Linked DNA regions of Arachis hypogaea: region 1 is linked to region 2. The links are chromatin contacts, called in public Hi-C maps. All regions are on one chromosome and are shown on one strand. The core of a region is the stretch at or near the end of the contact, and the rest is flanking DNA. Distances in the headings are between cores, read along the strand shown.

Region 1 (2,700 bases), core at 109-2,608, 250 kb after region 2:
CTTTTCCAAGACTCTTTTCTATTTCAAACCAACAAGAATCTATGATAGGGGATTGTGGATTTTGGGATGGGTTCGAGTGGATATGGAATTTCCAGTGGAGAAGAGAGTTGTTCCAATGGGAGCTGGAACTTGTCCACCAGTTTCATGAGAGGTTAAGGCCGGTGAAGTTGTCAGATGGTAAACAGGATAATATGGTGTGGAAGTTTGATAGTAAAGAGATTTTTTCTACCAAATCTGTTATGTAGATCCTACAATCGGAGACTTTGTCAGATGAGATAACGAGCTACAGTTTCACAAGTTCAATTTGGAGAGGAGTGGTACCTCCGAGAATTGAGTTTTTTGGATGGTTTGTGCTTGTGGGTAGAGTTAATACCAAAGAGAGATTGAGTAGGCTAGACGTTATTATTCACAGTGATAATATTTATGTACTATGTAAGAAGGATATAGAATCAGTGCAGTATTTATTTTTTCTATGTGAACTAACATGGCAGGTGTGGTGCAGTTGGTTGAGGTCTTTTGGTGAAGATTGGGCTATTCGTGGAACCATAAGAGAACTGTTTGAGAGTTGAATTGGCAGGCATAAGCGAAAACAAAAGCAGAAGAAGTGGCTGACTGAGTTCTTTACAGTGATTTGGAACATTTGGATGGAACGTAATGCTAGGATTTTCAATAATAAAGAAGCAGGTGTTACGTTCGTAGAAAGGAGGACGTTTCTGAGCTACAAAGAATAGACGGGTAGTGATCCTTTTGGTTATTGATGGCAATGTCAGAAATGACAGAAATTTTATGTATTTCTATGTAGTACTTGTTGTTTAGTTTGTTTGCTCCACTTTACTATGTTGAACTTCTTTTGGTTCAAAAAAAATATAAATAATATATGTAATTAAAATCAACCGTTAAAAATTATTGAAATATTGGTATACTGATATATTTAAAAACTTTTTTATAATATAAAATCATACTTCATAAAAATTAACTAAAGAAATTGAGAAAATTCATCTGTATCTCCTATCTAATATTGCTCATAGTTTTGGTACAAGAATAAAAGAATAAAATAGAAATATTGGATAAAATTTTAATTTGTCAGCAGAATTAATATAATCAGATGTAAAAAAAAAAAAAATTAACTAATCCTAATTCAGAACTTCAGAAGTACAGTTCTCATTCTCATTCAATACGGTAGATTCAATAGGATGTTAAAACCAAAGACAGATTGGATATGCATGGAAATTCAAATATAGTTAGATCACAACTCAATCAATTAAATTATTTAATAATTTTTAATTTTTAATTTTACTTAAAAATAACTGCACCTAAATTTGTAGTTTAGTTAAAAATCCAAAAACAGAATTAAACCAAAACACAATTGAACTGAATCGGATGCAAATATGCAATAAAAAATTACTTGTGTTTGATTGAACCTTTGCATGTCTCTCACTCACACTCCCATTACTCTCACCATGATTTGTAGAAGCAGCACCACCACCCTCACATGCTGCTTTCAAAGATTTGACCCACTTCACCGTTTCACACACATTTCCATTCCCATTTCTCTCACTAAACCCTCCTCTTTTTCAACCCCATTTCTAACCCTTTTCAAACCCTGTTCTTCTTCTTCTTTGACTCTCACAACGCAACCACCGCAAGCTCGCCGGAAATTCGCCGTGCCTGCAACCATGCTCCACCAAAACCCTCTAGTCTCCGACATCTGTGCTCTTGCTGTGTCTGGTGCTATCGCCTTCTCCTTCCTTAGGTTGTTTGAAGAGACCGCTAAACGATCCCTCTTTGACCAGGTTTCTTCAAACGCCTTCTTTGGATTCTTCAATTATCTCAATTTTTGGGGTATGTAGATTAAAAAAGAGATTCTTTTTTTGCTTTCCCCTTTTTTGCATTTCTTGCAATTTCAATGGTAGTTGGGTTTAGTGTGACAATAGGGTTAGTTGGAAAGTGGTAACAAAAAACATTGTTTAGGAATCATTGCAAGCTAAGCATTAATGAAGTGTTTCCTTTGTTAATTGAATGCATATCTGTGATCCTTTGCATAATGAAGAGGAATTTTGAATTCAATTGTTTAGTTTTAGTCAAGGTTGATGCAGAGTAGTTAGGCAGGTTTCTGTTTGATTTCTGTTTTTTCTTTTTTTCTTTTTTTTCCCCTGTTTCCATTTATTGTTCTTCAAATTTCATCCCAAAAGTTCATGTTCTCTTCAATGAGTGATGTTATTTTGAACATCTTAAATATGGGTGTTCAAGAAACATCTCTTGTTTCTTATTTGGTTCCTAGTTCCCTCAGTTTTCAGAATTCGGTGAACCGAAAGTAGGAACAAGAAATAGATTTTAAAGATTTTTTGTTTCCATAGTTAAGATAGTAGAAATCAAGTTATGAATCCAAAGCATTTATTTTGTTTCTATGTCTTTTCTTGACTTCTTTTACAGGGAATAGAAAAAATGTATTATTAGATGCCTTAGTAACACTTATTATGAATATGCTGATAGGTCTTCCCCTTCATCTGCATTGTTACATGTGCAAGTTCATTTTGACACACATTGCATTTTTTCAGAGAGATTATTGGAATCTGTCACTATGAGATTTTTGTTGGTATTAGTTCCTGACTTCCTTAGATGTTGCTCTCTATTAAATTCATAACTTAAGATTTGTATTATCTTTCATTGTGTAGTAGGCCGGTAGCATCTAGTGAGTGC
Region 2 (2,700 bases), core at 67-2,566:
TCAGCAACATCAAGTGAACCTCAATTAACACACATCGAATTCATTTCTAGATCCAAATGAACCTTAATAAACTAAGAAATGAACCGAAGTTACTTAAGAAATAAACAAATTTGGTTAATTCTTATCAGCAGCATTAGATGAACCTCAATTAACACAAATGAATTGTAATAAACTAAAAAATGAACCAAAATTATTTAATGATGGCACCAAGAGAAAATCAAAACCAATAAAGATGTTGGCAAAATGTTGGTGTTGGTGATGACAATAACGAAAGAGAAAAAGAAGAAGCTGCGTGCGCGAATTTAAAAGAAGGAGGAGAAGTAAACAGAGAAGGAGAAGGAGAAGACGAAGATGGATATGTTTTGCATTATTTAAACGCGCGTGTTTAGACGTTAGTGTGATTAAAGTTGTTTTTGTTGAATTTAGATCAACTTAGTTGGACTTAATTGACAAAAATCCTTGGTTCTGTAGTTAAATTGTTTTATTAATGTATCTTAGCGATTATTACCAATTATTTATGATTTAGTGTTTATAATTTAGGGTTCAGAATTTATAAATCGGTATATATAAATTATATTATCTATATGAAATAATCAATACTTAAAGAAAAAACAAAAGTTACCATCATTACATATGATAATGCTGCAAATGCTTGCTTCCAAATGAGTAGAAGATAATCTAACCCACAAGTTGTCACTGCCATCGTTGCAACACAAAATATCCCAAGAAACCGAATCCTAAGCTTTTTCTTAAATATCCCAAGAAACCGAATCCTAAGCTTTTTGCTATTGAAGAAGAAAAGAAGAAGAATGATAGTGGAAGTGTAGAAGGCGAACGAATTTCTATATTTGATCACAAACTGTTTTTGATTCATATTTGCACTCATATGGCGTAATTTTGCCCAACAATGGACGCCAAACCAAAATGACATCGTTTTGGTTACCTCCAGCATGGTAAAGAATAGCGACATCAACACTCCATGAGGTGAGTTAGAATAAAAAATGACCCAAAAATGACTATGATATCCAAAACTGAATAGGTTAGAAAATAGAATCCCCATGCACAACCAAAATGAAATTTCGTCGACCAAAATAGAATTTCCCAAGATCATACCAAACTAAAAGGCATTTAGAGCATAAAACAGAGTATCCTATTCCTTTTTATATTGGACAAAAACATCACCATCATTATTTAAATGGATAATGTACAGAGAACAAAAGGTTCAAAAGACGTTGCACCCCATTTCTCCCCCTTTCATTTAATTTTCTCTATTTCAACCTTGAGTTATGAATACATACTTTCACGGTAACAAAAGGATGATTGCCCTCAAAGCCATTCATCCTTCTTTCAGTCCTACCAATAGCAAGTATGATATCCACTGCACAGGGCTCCTCCAAAACAAAAGAAGTTCCATCTTCGGCCGCTGCAAGTCTAACGAGTCTGATTCCCAACCTGGTGATACTCGCCAACAAGAGTTGCCAGCACAAATTGCCATGCTTGAAGCTCAAAAGATCCGCCTAATGGATTATGTAGACAAGCGGTCCGCATATTTGACCCAATTTAGCAAAGAAGCCATAGTTGAGTTTGAGAAAATTGGAGAAGAGGCCCTCAAAGGATTAGATGAAGCTGATGCCAGAGTATGATATTTAGTTAAACCACATAAATCATGTGTAGCATGAAAGAAAATCCATAAGAAAAGAACTTCAGTAACTATCCGCTTACACTATTCTTTTGTGGTTAGCAGATAACAGCAAACATAGAGCGCAAAATGCTAGAATTCGAAGAATCTACAGAACTTAACAGACAAGAGATTTCAAACCGTGAAAACGAGCTCAAGGAATTTGAAGTTCAAATGGAGGACGACAGAAATGAAGGCTTGTTCTTCAAGAACCTCAGAAAGAAGACCCCTGTTGATATTGCACAAGCCAAGGTGGAAGCACAAAAGATCAAAGATTTAATTAGAGAAAAAGCTGGTGGAAAAGCCAGGCGGTATGTTTACCTTTTCTTCATTGGCTTGTTGGGCATCGGAATAGTCAAGGCTATTGCTGTTTCATCTCCACTGATTGGAGAAAGGTTGCAGTTCTTTTCGCTATTCTTGTGGCTTTAACTTCTCAGTTCATCTATGAACAAAACATGTCATCGGAAACTGGGAGAACGAGAAAGACTAACAATGAGGAAAATAACTGAAGTTCAATTTTACTGTGATTCACCGCAAGGGTAATACCATTGATGCATTGTGTGTGATGCAATAAACCCAAGTGAGGGCTTACAACTTGGGACTGATAACATCACACGGCTTTGATTTGGCATCAACAGTAGCTGATTTCGGTGATACAACTATAATCACCAAACCCAGAGTAACAGAGTTACCATGTGATGCTCATGAAGTTCTTTACATATATATATATATATATATATCATCATAGCTTTTGGAACTGTACATTTAGAATCATTAATCAATAAATGAAAAGCCATACAGGGTATTTCCTTATTCACATCGTAATAAGCTGGTACCAGTAATGAAGTATAGTAGTCTTTGCCTGAACCTCTTGATGCCACCAGAAAGAAATAAACCAATTCATGTAAAACCCGAGGAACTCAGATATCCCACAAACCAAGCACTTGATACTTTCAGTTCAGAGTTCAGAGTTCAGACAACTCCACCATAGGTCCCACTTGTTTACAAGCTGAATTGCATCT

The links. A called contact is a pair of places that touch in the nucleus more often than the background predicts.
Region 1: a Hi-C map of leaf shows a contact between it and region 2, with 2.7 times the contacts expected there. The contact joins the promoter of LOC112719976 here to the promoter of LOC112719975 in region 2. A contact is called at or near these places in 3 of 8 Hi-C or Micro-C datasets (all in leaf).

Annotation. Positions count from the first base shown.
Region 1 is chr11:4,503,087-4,505,786 of arahy.Tifrunner.gnm2.J5K5, forward strand. LOC112719976 (probable phytol kinase 3, chloroplastic) reads left to right here and starts at 1,359. Exons shown (of 6, transcript XM_025770745.3): 1 at 1,359-1,793. The coding sequence starts at 1,428.
Region 2 is chr11:4,256,320-4,259,019 of arahy.Tifrunner.gnm2.J5K5, forward strand. It overlaps LOC112719975, which reads left to right and starts at 1,317. Exons shown (of 2, transcript XM_072205827.1): 1 at 1,317-1,637; 2 at 1,745-2,107. The coding sequence starts at 1,317. The coding sequence ends at 2,107. It overlaps LOC112719973, which reads right to left. Exons shown (of 7, transcript XM_072206342.1): 4 at 2,478-2,700; 5 at 2,000-2,120; 6 at 1,820-1,907; 7 at 1,128-1,626.